Regions from separate parts of the Mus musculus genome. Here all the other regions are linked to region 1. The links are chromatin contacts, called in public promoter capture Hi-C maps. All regions are on one chromosome and are shown on one strand. The core of a region is the stretch at or near the end of the contact, and the rest is flanking DNA. Distances in the headings are between cores, read along the strand shown. Region 1 holds the start of Rnf144a (ring finger protein 144A). Region 2 holds the start of Trappc12 (trafficking protein particle complex 12). Region 3 has its middle 82 kb from the start of Gm25564.

Region 1 (4,795 bases), core at 990-3,489:
AACAGTGTGTGGTATCTTTTCCAAGTCTCAAGCCACAATAAGGCCCCAGGAGAAGCCACGTAGTCTAGGAACAGTTTGGAAACAGGCACTGTAAGCTTGCAAGCGGAGTTTTAAAAGACACTTGTAAAGTACTAACATGCAACTGTCCAGAGCTTCCGCTGGCTGGTGGCCTGTGGACTCTCCTTTTCACCCGTGTTTTCTTTCAGGAATTTATCTTTCAGTAATTCCCCCTTGACGGGGGTGAGAGGCATTGACGTGAGAACTTAGAACATCTTTAGAAAAATGAAGTCCAGGGGCTGGAGATGAAGCACAGGAGAGTATTCGCCTAGCATTCATATACACAAAGCCCTGTGTTCAAACCTCAATTATACATAAACTGATTATAGCGGTCCGTCCCATTCACTCCAATACTCCATTGGCGCAAACTGCAGAAATTTAAGGTCATGTTCAGCTCCCTAGGGAGTTAGTTCCAGGCCAGCCTGGGCTAGGGAGCCTACAAAAACTCACTTGGAAAAAAACTAAAGAGGAGTGTATATATCAAAATGTTAACTCCAGAATTCAAATTGTGCTGGGTCCAGAAAATGCTGAATTAGATGCACCCATTTTCCCAGAAGGGTCAGTTGGACCCCTGGAAAGTAAAATGGGTGTGTATGGCAAAGGGTGGTGTCTGACTTAAAACCCGACCGGGGGCACCTGGCCCTTTAACACTGCTATAGCCACCCTGAAGCATGAAGTACTTACTGTTTGTAGTCCTCCTGCAAGACCACCCATGAGTCCCACTCAACAGAGGCCAAGTCCAGAGTCTCCACCTGCAATTCAAAACCCCCTCCAGATATACTTCCCTAGCAGTCTTTAAAATGTAATAAGAGCAAAACTGTGGAAGACACTGGAAAAAGTAGTCCAGACCAATGGTATGGCTGAAGAGGAGCGAAACTTTGGCTCTTTGGGAGCCAAGGAGGCAACCCCGTGGGAACGGTTCTTCACACTCTGCATTCCTTTGCTGGTGCTTTTTCCCCCACCCTGGCTACGCCCCACTGGTCATCTGATTCCACATCCCTCCTTTAGAAAGGCCCCTGTCTCTGCTCTCTCATCGGAGGGCACACTGACCACCTTTCCTTCTGTCTGCTACTGTGTTTATGTGCGTCTCTTAGCCGTCTAAACTACTACCCTGGCCGGGGTCATTGAGAAGGACCTGTCTCCCAGACACCACGCCTGGAAGGCCCTTCCTTCCTAGAACTGTCCTAAGCAAGATTGGACTGTCCTTCTAATCCTAGGACACAGGAACCCTGGGAAGGTTTCCCAGAGCCTTGTCTAGCTCTCCTTGTTACTTGGCCTTTGACCCTGTACCAAGCAGGCTGTAGGACTGTTCAAAATAAGTATACTTTAAAGTATTCTCTGAAAAAAAGAGACCAAAACAAGAACTAGAGCAAACTTTAAGTGCGACCACCAGAGACCCGCCTAGGGTGAAGAAGTCGCCTCTTCCCGCGCAACGGCGGCGGCCAGGAAGCCTTCAGTTTTAGCAGGAGGAGCGATACAATCTCTGAGCTCCACGGATGGTGTAGAAAACCGGGAGCAATGCGGAGCACGGGATACGAGAGTCCTGAGGGGACTTCCTTGGGCAAGAGGGGTACAAGGGACACGGAGACTCCTGGGCCAGAGGCTAGCAGAGGACCATGCCCACGGCCAGGCGCGGCTAAGCACTGCGGGGTACTCGCGACTGCCACTGGCCAGAACGGACCCGACCTTCCCCACGCCCTCGCTCTGCCCATGTCCAGGTCACGGCGGGAGTCCACCCAAGGCCTGCAGACGGCCGCCCACCCGGGCCACTCCAGCAAAGCACACCCCGCGCCTGCGGCTGGAGACTTCTCCGTGGCGCGCGATCCCCAAGTGCAAGCGGCCAGGAGGACGCGGCCGTCACCCAGCGGAATCCCGGAGCATAGTCCCCATCGCCGCCCCGGAGCCCGCGGGGTCCCCGCCCGGCAGCACGGGTTAGGGGGCCGAAACCAGCCCCGCACAGCCTTATCCCGCGCGGCCCGCTCGGGCGATGCCGACACAAAGGGGACGCGCGCGTCACCCACCTGGTCCCGCGCGGTCCGGGCTCCCGCTCGGCCTCTTTGCGCGTGGCTGTGATGGCCCCGCCCGGTGCCGGCTCGCGGGTGCCGCTGCCCCGTCAGCCTCCCGCGTGCAGCCCGCCCCGCAGCGCAGCGCCCTTTATGCCTCCCCGCCCTGCGCCCTGAGAACTGCGCGCGGGGTCGACGGGGCGCGAGCGCGCACTAAGCGCGGGCGCGGGAGGCAGAGCCAGTTTGCACGCCAGCGCCCCCTGCCGTTCAGAGGTGCCTTAATGTCCATGCACCAGGACCAGGCGAGCAGCCCCCAGCAATGCCAAAGGGAGGGCCCAGATCAGTTGGGGGGTGGGGGTGGCGGGACAAGGGGGCAATGAGTCCTCCTGAAGTTGGACCCCTGTTTTCAATACTAGAAGAACGAGTGCCAACAGCTAGAAAGAAACGAGTGAAAAATCCCGACCCTACCAGTCAGAAGCTGGAAATCTCACTCAGTGAAGTATCTGGGACCCTCTAGAGTAGTCTGTCTATGCAAATTACAGCAAGTCTCTGGACTTGCCAGAACCTGCCCGACAGCTATCCTGCCTGTGAGTAGTTTACCATGAATACTATGAAAGAATCATCTTTTCACCCTAACTTCTGATAATGCAAATGAATGAGAAGAGTCCTCAACCTGCTTGGACCTGAGGCTGAGGCTCTGTGCATATATATGAAGCACAAGCCAAAGCATTTCGTTTCTTTCCCTTAGAGCCTAAGATCCACCAGTGGATGGGAATTCCCATAAGTTATTATCTTGCAATCCCTCTGGTAGGTCCTGGAAGTTCATGTCAAACGTGCAAAAATGGGTGAACCTTTTGAGTATGTATTAAGGCTAGAATGAAATGTTCCCACAGGCATGTGTTCTGAACGCTTGGTCTGCATCTGGTAAAGATATTTCTGAGAGGCTCTGGGAATGTCAGGAGGTGGGAGTTAACTAGGGAAGGCCCTTGGGGGGATCCAAGACACACACACACACACACATACACACACACACCACACTTGTGTGCGTTCTCTCTCTCTCTCTCTCTCTCTCTCTCTCTCTCTCTCTCTCTCTCTCTCTCTCTCTCTCTCTCTCTCTCTCCTAAGATGTTCTGCTCAAGCACTTTGGGTCCAAACAGCTGTGGACTGCGTTCTTTGGCTGGGGGACTGGAGAGCCTCCATTTGCTAACTCAACTTCTCTAGTTTTCCCCTAGAGAATTAAAACAGGATTAAAAGCTCTGTACCATCTACCGTCTGCTGCTACATTCCCAGGTGCATATTTGTGTTTATACATGTGTATGTGAGTGCAAGCCAAAAGTCAATGCTGGGGTGTTCACCTCTTTTTCTCTACTGTATATTCTGAACCTAAACCCCTTTAATTCATGCAGACCTGTTGGCCAGCAAGTTCCAGGAGACCTTCTGCCTCTACCCCAACCCCCATTATCCAGTGCTAGGATGCTGAGCATGCACCACATCTGTATTCTTACATGGATGCTGGTTATTAAACTCAGGTCCTCAGGCCTGCATGGCAAGCACTGTAGTGACCAAGCTGTCTCCCCAGCCCCTCATCCGATACCATCACCAGTTACTGGGCTGAATGTTTCAAATCTTCAAAGACACACACTTGATAGATACCGTGCCTCACACAAATAAGCCTAGCATTCTGAGGGCTGAGCTAGGAGGATTGCAAAGTCAAGGCCAGCCTGGACTAGATAAGTGAGAGCCTATGTCCAATAGGCAAAAGCCAAAACAAAACAAGGACACACGTGGCCTCCTAGAGCTTTGGCTTGCATCAGACTCTGTATAAATGCCTTTGTTCAAGAAAGCACACAGTGTGAAGAATCCTAACAACAGCACTTTGTTGCTTCGGCCTCTCACTGAAAGATAGAAATAGTTTTGCCTGAAGGCCTGAGCTCTGAGAGAAATGTTTTCACACCTCCCCAGGCCTGGTTGGGGAGCAAAGTTATGAATGAAGGATTGAGAGTCTGCTGGGGGAGGGGGGCTGGAAGCTCACAGCAAGTGGAAGACTTGCAGCTTGACTGAGGCTTCCCGTGTTGTCCATGACACAAAGGACTGGTAACACACTGCCTATGAATCTCTGTGGGTAGGTGAAAAATCCACCCCCATCAAAATGCATAGATGACACCTCCCAGACCTTACGTGCTAACCTGTGCATCGTCACACCAGTGACCTGACGGGCTGGCTAATGCTATGTAACTATTCCTGGGGAGATGGTCTGAGTCCACTACACAGGCACTGAAATCCAGATTTGCAGCAGACCACACAGCGAGCGCACTTCCAGGTTTATCTATGAAGCCTGTCGAATCTGCCGTTGCTTTCCACCCTCCACCCGTACCCAGGATCTATTTACCTTGTTTTTATGTGGATTATGGTACTTACCATGCTCCCGGTGTTGGGTATTTACTCTGGAGCTTAGATCACCGCTCTTCAGGATGTCTTTCTGTGAGATCCCACACAGAGCCGGAGAGTAATAAGTGCTCAATAATGAATGAAGCTGACTCCTCTGAGCCTCTCAACAGCTAATGCCATTCTCTCCAGAAAGCTGCCTGGCTCTCAAAGCCATTCCACCCTGACCGGGCTCCTCAGTCCAGCTCTTGCCTGAAGAAGACTGACTATCCCCCTGCAAGGTGGTCACTTCAAGCCTGTTTGAAAGACCTTACTGTTAGGAAGGACCTTATTGTGCTGAGGATGTACGG
Region 2 (4,795 bases), core at 1,171-3,670, 2.3 Mb after region 1:
CTTAGCTACCATTTTTTAAAGTATACAGTTCAGTAATGTTTAATACATTCTCATTATTGTCCAATTAACCTCCAGAATTTTTGTCATCTTGCAAAAACAGGAGTTCTATACCCATTTAATAAAACAGATGACCACCATCCTATTTCCCATCTTTTATATTTCCTGGGGACCTCAAGTGAGTAGAATCATAAGGCATTCATCATGACATCCTTGGCCCATTGCAATACACAGTGTATCAGTAAACAAGTGCTGTCTGCCCTTACCGTGAAGGTGGGATCGTCCCTGCCCCCACATCAGGCTCAACCATGTCTATCTCATAGTGTCCTCCGTCCAAGGGCCTTGTCTGGGTGCTAACAATAGCAACACATCTTGAGCGTGAAAAGAAGCGCTTGTGAACAGCTAGAAGGTAACCATTGGCACCAGTGTGAAGCTCATCCGTGGACACTGCTCTGCTCTGCCCAGACCCTCCACTCAGGAATCCAGTATGAAGCCGCTTCCCCAGCAGACTCTGAGGCATGCTGGGAGCACTGACCTGATGATGCCTTTTGGCCCCTCTTTCTGTCAGGCTACGGTAGTCTTCTCTGTTGGCTATTGTAAGCCCTGACTGCATGAGGTGTTGCTGTCTACCGGCTGCCCCAGCCTGCTCTGTGCTATTTGCCCTCTTTGCTTCCTGAGCGCCAAGTCCTCTGAACTGGAACGCACAGCCACCACAGTCCATTCCTCACGGCAGGACACCCATGCCGCAGCACCAATGGGCTTTCCTTCCCTTGGACAGGTGAGTAACAACACAGCACTGCAGGCGTGCGCCAGTTAGCGCATCCATTTACTTGTCAAATGGATGCTTGGGTTCCTTCTAGCCTCGAGCAATCGTGCACAGTGCTTCTGTGAACAGGATGTGTGTCTGTGTGTGTGCGTCTTTGAGACTCTAATTTCAATTCTTTGGTACAGCAAATTCCTATTTCAATGCCCAGAAATCAATGTGCTAGATCATGGCCATCAAATTTTTCTTTTGAGACTGGGTCTTATGTACCCAAAGCCACAGTAAACTTAACTGTTGCTATGTATCAAGGACCACTTTGATCTCTCTCTCTCTCTCTCTTCCCCCCCGCCCCCCGACAGGGTTTCTCTGTATAGCCTGTCCTGGAACTCTCTCTGTAGATCAGGCTGGCCTTGAACTCAGAAAACTGCTTGCCTTTGACTCCCAATTGCTGGGATTAAAGGCATGCACCAACACTGCCCGACCACTTATTTGTTTTTAAAGAGAGAGTTTCTCCAAGTAGCCCTGGCTGTCCTGGAACTCACTCTGTAGATCAGGCTACCCTCGAACTCAGAGATCAGTCTGCCTGTGCCTCCTGAGCGCTCAGAGAAAAGGACCACCACTGCCAAGAGCAATCACAGACCTGCAGTTCCTTCCTGCAACAGCATACACACACTCCGATTTCACCACACACTGGCTGGCTGATACTTTTTTTTTTTTAACATTTATTTAGCTTTTTAATATGTGTGAGAGTTTGTTTTTATAAATCAAGGTCGTAGGTAACCTAAGCTGGCCTTAAATTTGTTATATAGCCTAAGACGACTTTGAACTCCTGAACATCCTGCCTCTACTTCTCAAATGATACAGGCTCAGCACCAACACCTCGTCTTACTGTATTTATTCATTTGTCTATTTATGGTCAGAAGACAATCATGTGGAAGAACAACTCTTCTTCCATCGTGTGGGTCCTGTGGATGCAGCTCAGATTATCAGGAATGGTGACAGACACTGAGCCATCCTGTCAACCCTTGTTTTAGTTTTTAGACTCTATTCATTCTTTCTTTCTTTTGAGGGGGTTGGGGTGTCTCCCTATTTAGCCCAGACTGACCTCAAACTTAAAATATTCCACATCACAATCTCCCGAATGCTTACAGGAAGGAATCACTTTTCCCACACAACACTACTCATTCGTCAGTGGTCAGGTTATGTCTATGGCACCCCATCCTCTATCTCTTAACCCCGACTCTGGCTTACTGCAGTGCTTCATTTATTGTGGGGCTATGACACACCGAGGTCGACAGGAGCAAAAGTTGGGGCAAACCAAAAACATAGCTCGAACACTGGTGATGTAACACGGGCACCTTCTAAGCATGCTAACGAACCCGCACTTTATACACATAAAACCGAGGTCAGGAGGGTGTGTACCTTGTCCAAAACCACAGGGAGCACACAGAATTGGCTAAAGCCCGAAGGAGCCAGCCCCTCGTGGGGCTACTCTGCGTGGCCGAGAGCGGTTGATTACGCGAGGACGCCGCCCTCTGTGGGAAGGTCAAGGGTACCGGCGACCCTCCTCACTGCGACCCGCTCCTCACCTGCCACCCGCCCCTGAGGTCGGGTCACCCACAGGCGAAAAGGGTCCGAAGAGATGACGGAAGACCGGAAGTAAACTCAAGATCCAAGGTCCCGCGCGTTTGTGCGTCTGCGTGTGCTGGCCGCGGAGACCCGACTTCCGCACATGCTCAGTTTGGGAGCCGCTAAGCTCTCCACTGGAAGCCGGGCGCATATCCGGCTCAAGAGCTGTGGGCGGGGCCTAAGGCCAAACTGGGTAGGGGACAAGGATGGTCCTGGAGATTGAAGAAAATCGTCTGTCCTTGGGCCTGTCACCAACCAAGGATGTTTTTTCCTAGGATTTTATCTTTGTGCTAGTTGATTCTCCACGTTTCCCCCCTTGTGTCTGTGGCAGTGTGTGCTAACATCCGTAAAGTTGCGGGGAGGAATTAAGGAGTCAAGAGTCAGCCTTGCTTGCTGAACTCATGGTTGGTTGAGAATCGTCCTCAAGTCAAGAACCTTGCTTTCTTGATTTTCTGTGTCACATTTCTATGACAACGTAAAAACACAGCTCTCATCTCAAAGGGAAGAAGAATTTATTCTGTGAGTGACTATAGCTTGGGAACATAGATTCAGGTCACCGTAGATTCTGCCCTACATGATAACAATTTGATGAAGTTTTACAGTAACAACCAAAAATACCTACTTCTTAAGCACACTTCGGAAGCAGTGGGTAGGTGGGTAGGTCTCAGGTGCTATCTCATGACTTTCATAGCTTTGGGATCGGTGGAAGCTAGTTGCCAGAGGTTTTATCAGAAAGTCAAGGTAAGACAAAGGTGGGCAATGGATGACTACTAAGGGGGCTAATGGTAGCATCACAGAAACTGCTGTCATGAAGGTCAGTCAAGAGATAATGGCAAAGTCAAAACACAGAAGAAACGCGTGTGGAGATCCAGAACTTCATAGAACCAAGACAGTTCATTTCCTATGGTGCATTCTTGCAGTATTTTCCATGCCAGGTCCTAGAGCCTTCTGTCTCTGAGAGCTCTGGACAGTTTAGATCGTGGGCTTAGTTGTGTCTCTGTGCAGGACTGGGTGGTTACGTGAAGTGCACACCGCTCGCTGTATGTCACTGCCCACTTACACCATCACCACAGTCTTGACTCAAGCTTGCAGCATCTTATCTTTAAATGGACATCTAAGAGCCTGCTTCTGAGGCTGGATCGAAGGTCCTGGCAGTGGGTTGGGCAGTGCTCTGGTGCTCAGGACCACGGTTTAGGAGTAAAGCTCTGCCAACCATAATGCCAAGTTAACTGTTCTCTTTAGGGCTCAGATCTTTGGAACTTGAGGGAGCAGCGCAGGATAAGAGCGCCGCCCTGATGGACGTCCATTCCCGCTGCTTTTGCTCCGGGCCCGGCCTTCCAACCCAGGATCTCCTGTAGCTGCTGGGTCTCATGAAAGGCCAAATGAGCATGCGCAGAATAAAGGCCCAGCTGCCATTGGCCACCGGGGAGGAGCGTATTGATGACGCGACGAAGAAAACAGGAAGTGAGCCGTCAGGGAGCCGGTCTGGGTCTCGTAGTCCATTTTTCAGGCGGGGAATGAATGGGTTCTGAGCGATCCCTGGTGAGGGGGGACTCGAGCTCTGAGGCGTGAGTAGCTGGGTAGGCAGAGTATCATGGAAGACGACGCCCCGGTGATTTACGGGCTGGAATTCCAGGTGAGCATGGCGGAGTCGGTGAGGTGCCGCCTGTGCCTGGCCCTCACCAGAGAGCGCCCACACTCAGTCTGGTTCCAAGGATTCTGGGCTTCAAGGCCCGGATTTGGGGAGAGGGTACGCGCAGGGAGTGTGGCCAAGTGAGGGCCAGGGCTGGCATAGACAGCAGAGGGTGAGCACTCGGCCTCGCAGGTGACTTGATTACACTCGCACTTCTGGGGTCTTGAGTAGCAATTATTGACCATTGAGTTGTGTGTTGGATACTGCTCAGTACAAGAGCATTAAAGAGGGACTTCGTGGGGAGGGGAGTTGCTGGCTGGCTGGTCTGTTATGAAGCATTTTGCTCACTCAGGTTGGAAATATACTTGCCTTTTTCCTTATGAACTTTTTATTTCAATAGCTACTAAACTCGTTACAGATTCGAGTCAATAGTGGGATGAGGGTTTCCATCTCCCAGGGAGTTCTTCAGACCTGGACCATGATTTGCTAAGAGCTCACTGGAGACTTCTGCCATTCTCAGCGCCTTCCTGGGTATCCAGAACTCCCATGCTAGGAATCAGGACGACTATTCTACACTCCTCTATTCCTACAAGAATATTCTTGTCTATTCTTTGTTGTCCTGGGAATTACATCTGACATCATCTAGATGGGATCAAATCCAGTGTAGCCTCATTGTCCTCACTCCTTTCTTTTGTGATCCTTCCATAAAAATAAAATCCTTGGACATTGTGTGCTCTTGAACACAAATTTGTAATGATTGCTTTGTGGGGTTG
Region 3 (4,795 bases), core at 1,206-3,705, 2.0 Mb after region 1:
GGAATGGAAAGGCTGGAGAGCAGCAAGCGGGTCTTCAAACTAGACTCCAATCACCAAGCCTGTAACACTCAGCCTCAGCTCGCAGATCTTATCCTGTAGGAGGTGTTAAGAAAACCCTCCAAGTATGCCAGGTTTGCCGGCTGTCCTTGGGATGCCAGAAACATTTCAAAAGAAGATGGGTACAGGTACTTTGCAGGCTGCATGGGGAGAGAAGCCGTCAACAGTCTTAACCAGCTGTGCCATTCTGTGAGCTAACAAGAGCCAACCCCGGAAAGAAATGTCTATGACCGGAATAGTGGTACAGATGTTGTGGGGGTAACCAACGTCTTTCCAATCCTAGTGGACTTAAATCTTGATCCACAGGCGTAAACTGATGCTTCCTGGTGTAAGCCTGGCCAGTAGCCTGTGGGGAGGCAGATCTTAAGCGCTACTGCTAGTTATTTTGCGAAAGGGACATCACATCAAACTGTCTTATAAATACTTTTTCTTATTCATATAGACCAGGGCAATCCTTCATCACAGAAACGTCTTTATGCAGCCAATGACGCTTAATTCTGAGACTCATAACTGGTCAAAGAGTATATGTAACTGCAGAGAACTCAGTCCTGGATGGAAAATCTGTATCATACCTTCAGCCCCAAGGCTGAGGGAATATCATGGAAGAGGAAATGGAAAGATTTTAGGAGCTAGAATCAGGAATGATTTTTGTGAAATTTTGTCTCCTGGACATGACAAGACCACTCCACTCATGAACTCACAGCAGTTATGGTTACCTGTGTAAGACCCGTACAAAAGCAAGTCAACCAACATGGAGGGGGAGGGGCTTATGAGGAGCCATGGGAAGGTGAAGGCCACTGTGGGAAGAAGAATCATTTTCTTCATCAGTGCGGCCATTGTAGGAAGTCTACAGTCCAGTGGAAGGTACCCCATAGCCTTAAGAATGTAAGCAGTATGTGACATGTAACTTGTCTTAAGCATGTGACAAGAATTGTACTCAGTGGGTGAAAAGAGGGGAGGAAGGAGGAGAAGGCAGAGCTGGGAGGAGATGAAGTTTGTAAGGACATGTGGGAGATGGTATCTAGAATGATTGGAGAGGGGAATGGGGGTATATATTGTTGCACAACATTGTTTAGTGTGTTAAATTGCCAAAGAATAAAGTTAAAATGTAAAACTCAAAGGACCTGGGCCTTTGGGAGATGGCTTGAGTAGGCAGGAACACTTGGTCTGCAAGCACGAAGACCTGAGTAGAAATCCCAACACCCAAGAAAACACTAGGCTTTGCTAAGTGCACCAGTAAAGCCAGCATTGTAGGATCCCAAGGATCCAAAAGAAGAGCTGTCAAGACAGCCTGAGCTTCTGATTCAGTGGGAGGCCCTGCCTTAATAAAAGGTGATAGCTATACAGAGAGACCCTGTCAGAAAGAAAGAAAGAAAGAAAGAAAGAAAGAAAGAAAGAAAGAAAGAAAGAAAGAAAGAAAGAAAGAAAGAAAGAAAGAAAGAAAGAAAGAGAGAGAGAGAGAGAGAGAGAGAAAGAGGGAGGGAGGGAGGGAGGGAGGGAGGGAGGGAGGGAGGGAGGGAGGGAGGGAGGGAGGGAGGGAGGGAAGAAAAGGAAAAGGTGAGAGAGGAAAACAGCCAACTGGTCTGGCATCCATATGTGCCTGCACACACATTCGCACATCCACATGCATGCAACACACACACAAACACACAGAATAGAGCTGAAGTGGCTAAACTCTCAAGCTCCTTCCAGCCTTTAGATTGTCCCTTTCTAGGTCCCAAGGCACTGCATGAAAGCCACAAAGAACAAGCACAAGCCTAGGCAGTCAGAGCAAGGCTCAGCCCAACCCATCTTTAAGACCCTTCATGCTACCTTAAGGTGCCCAAAGCACAAAGGGAAGAGCCGAGGGGAAAACGCGTATCCTGGGCCATTTGATCAGCTCAGACTTCAGTTGAAAGCTCTGAGGCATTAAGGAATTTCGATTGTGACTTAGAATTCCCCAGCAACTCTCCAAGAAGGATGGGGAAACTGTCTGGGTGTCCACATGGCATCTGGAAACCCCAGAAGTAACCAGCAGTTTGGGCGGCATTTACTATCAGGGTTTTCACTGCCGCTTCCAGGAGCCTCCCACAGCACCGACCACAGGTAGGGATCCTCCCCAGTGCCTACCGTCGCTTCCTATTACAGAGGTGTCTGAAACCGCGCTCTCCTGTGGACCAGCGTCCAACAGAATGTTCAGTTTCTAAGGCAGAGTGAAAATAAATCTGTTGGTGACAGTGAATGAAAATTTCTCTAGGCGAGATAAAAAAAAAAAAAGGAAATAATAAAAAAGAAAGAAAACACAAAAGCTCTGCATGTAGATTGCAGAAAGGAGAAAAATATTCTGAATTGTGAGACTTCTGGGTTTTCCCCTTCCCAGGAGGAAATGGGCTACTTAGGAGAAAGCTCCTCAGAATGGCAGCACCTGGACCACTTTCCAGCCGCTTTTGTCCTCACTAGGAAGGGGGCGGGGAGAAGATGCGTTCGTGGGGAAACATTGCCATCCAGTGGTCAACTTGTGCATTGCCCGATAAAAACAGGAAAGAAAAAAAAACGCTTGGTGACATTTTGTCAGTCAACTGATAAGTGCTGAGAATACTTGTCAGATGTCAGGCTGAGAATACTTGTCAGATGTCAGGCCAGATCATTGATACCACCCTTCAAACCTATAGGAATTCACACACACACACACACACACACACACACACACACACACACACACACACACACACACGGCACTCTAAAGGCTCCAAGGAGCGAACCAGCTGTGTGAATAAAAGAAGCAGAACTCAGAGCTGCTCTAGGACCCATTTGCCTGGCCATGTCCCAGAGACAACTGCTCCCAGTCACCCTGAAGGGTTGGTGCATGGTGATTCAGATGAGGCGGCTGCAAACAGCAGTTTCCACAGTACCCAGAAATGGGTTTTCCCAATTTCTGTTTGTGCCATGTAGCCTCCCACCGTCGTGAAGAATAAATATGCTTCCCTAGTTCCTTTATAGATAGACTTTGGGACAGAAGTCCAAATAGAGGGATGGATAGACTCACTGTTCCTCTTGGGTGATGACCTCAAGTCCTCAGCCAAGTCAATGGCCTTACGGAGGACGGGAGACCTACCTAGCTTATCTTTTCTTCCAGCTCGGCATGAGGGCTGAATGAGACATTGACTTTACTCTTTTTCACTTGGAGTAACTGACCTCTCAGACCAGCCTCCAGGTTTGGATTTCTCATCTCTTGTAAGTGATGGGTTTTTGCCTCCCTCCCCCAGCCCACTCTCCGCAGTTAGGACGGTACAGTTCCCCTTGATGATCTGGATGTAAATTCCCCCATCTACACCTACAAGGTATCATATGGTCAGAAGTCAATCTTTAAGATCATATCAACCACCAGACCCCCCAGAACTCCCAGGGACTAAGCCATCAACAAAGGAGTACACATGGCTCCAGCTGCATATGTAGCAGAGGATGGCCTTGTCATGCATCAATGGGAGGAGAGGTCTTGGTCCTATGAAGGCTCGATAGATGTCCCGTGTAGGACAATCAAGGGTGAGGAGCTCGGAATGGGTGGGTGGGTGGGTGGATGGAGTAACACCCTCATAGAAGCAGGGAGAGGGAGGATGTGATAGAAGGTTTCCAAGAAGGAGAGAAACCAGGAAAGGGGATAACATTTGAAATGTAAATAAAGAAAATATCCAATTTTTAAAAAAGGATCATTTGTTCTCGTGTAATTAGCCAGCAGCTTAATTTACAGTTTCTAAATTTTGGGGCATGACCTCATGTGGGGTCACATGGCTGAACTAACATGTTAATAAGAGGTTTGTGAACACAATGCCTAAAATTTAATTGAAAACCACATTCAGAATCCAAGGTGTGGATGGTGGAGTTTCCCAGACAGCATCGTGAGACTTCACTTTTCCCTGCATGTGTGGTCCCAGCAGGCAATATTCATAAATACTGAGCAGGTGGGTGTGAGACAGGGTCGCACTATTTCAACCAGGCTATCCTCCTGCCTCTGCCTCCCTAGTAGAGGGATTAAAGACCTGTGCCATCACACCTGGCTCCGATTCAAGGCTGTATTGGTAATAGAGATTTTAATTGAACTGCCATGTGTTTAACTGGACATACAAGGTTTCTTCTGCTTGTCGATACACAGTGCTTCCATTACGGAAAACAAAGATTGGTAACACCCCTACCATTCTTTAGCATGCATCGAGTGACTGTATCTTCAGGTTGCATTACATTAGAGAATTTTACCTGAAAAATTGCTAATCTGGGTTGCTGACTGTAGCTGTGAATTAGTTAAACTGCTTCTGCTCCCGGTGGGTCAGGCATGCACTACACCCATCCAAGAGCTCTCTGGATTCACAAATGAAAGACACACACATACACACACTCGAGTGGGCCAGCTAATTTTGATATGCCTTAACTAGCTCAATAGCTGAGCAATTCTAAATTTCCCTGTGGCTATTCCCTCTCCAGTATTCCTGTGTTAACATCTTTTAGAATCTATATTTATCTCTGCTACCCCACGCCCTGTTGGGGAGTGGCCACTTTCCCAGATCCTTATATGCCAGCAGGCCTTTAAGTTCCATCTTCCTGCTTCCCCCATCACGGCGAATCTCCATCCCTCGTCTCTCTCCTGGCCCCTCTCGCCAGTGCAATCTAAAAGTCCAGCCCGTGCAATTCTAAAAGAATTGGCTGTATGGCAATTCTTTATTATCAAAGCCAGCTGGGGCAGGGACCTCAGGTCTGGAAGTGTGGC

The links. Promoter capture Hi-C pulls out the DNA fragments that hold promoters and counts their contacts.
Region 2: a contact with region 1 is called in a promoter capture Hi-C map of pre-B cells, with 2.3 times the contacts expected there. The contact joins the promoter of Trappc12 here to the promoter of Rnf144a in region 1. A contact is called at or near these places in 4 of 39 promoter capture datasets (cranial neural crest, liver and pre-B cells) and 2 of 115 datasets of contacts at active chromatin or transcription factors (astrocytes and pro-B cells).
Region 3: a contact with region 1 is called in a promoter capture Hi-C map of hippocampal neurons, with 15 times the contacts expected there. The contact joins the enhancer-like site here to the promoter of Rnf144a in region 1. A contact is called at or near these places in 6 of 39 promoter capture datasets (cranial neural crest, frontonasal cranial neural crest, hippocampal neurons and 3 more), 2 of 484 Hi-C or Micro-C datasets (cerebellum and muscle stem cells) and 4 of 115 datasets of contacts at active chromatin or transcription factors (astrocytes, embryonic forebrain, large pre-B cells and 1 more).

What each region holds. Positions count from the first base shown.
Region 1 is chr12:26,413,023-26,417,817 of GRCm38.p6, forward strand. Rnf144a (ring finger protein 144A) reads right to left here and starts at 2,240. Exons shown (of 10, transcript NM_001081977.2): 1 at 2,079-2,240. It overlaps Mir6538 (microRNA 6538), which reads right to left and starts at 1,988; the gene lies at 1,879-1,988.
Region 2 is chr12:28,747,980-28,752,774 of GRCm38.p6, forward strand. It overlaps Trappc12 (trafficking protein particle complex 12), which reads right to left and starts at 2,421. Exons shown (of 12, transcript NM_178811.5): 1 at 2,183-2,421. It overlaps Eipr1 (EARP complex and GARP complex interacting protein 1), which reads left to right and starts at 3,840. Exons shown (of 9, transcript NM_201357.3): 1 at 3,840-4,025. The coding sequence starts at 3,984.
Region 3 is chr12:28,430,111-28,434,905 of GRCm38.p6, forward strand. No RefSeq gene overlaps it. Among named protein-coding and RNA genes, the nearest start is that of Gm25564, 82 kb to the left of the region's middle. Within about 2 kb of position 2,456, at least 68 of the 459 cell types and tissues checked have an H3K27ac peak or open chromatin away from gene starts, as enhancers often do. A contact at or near this core is called in cerebellum, embryonic forebrain and hippocampal neurons, where this site is marked.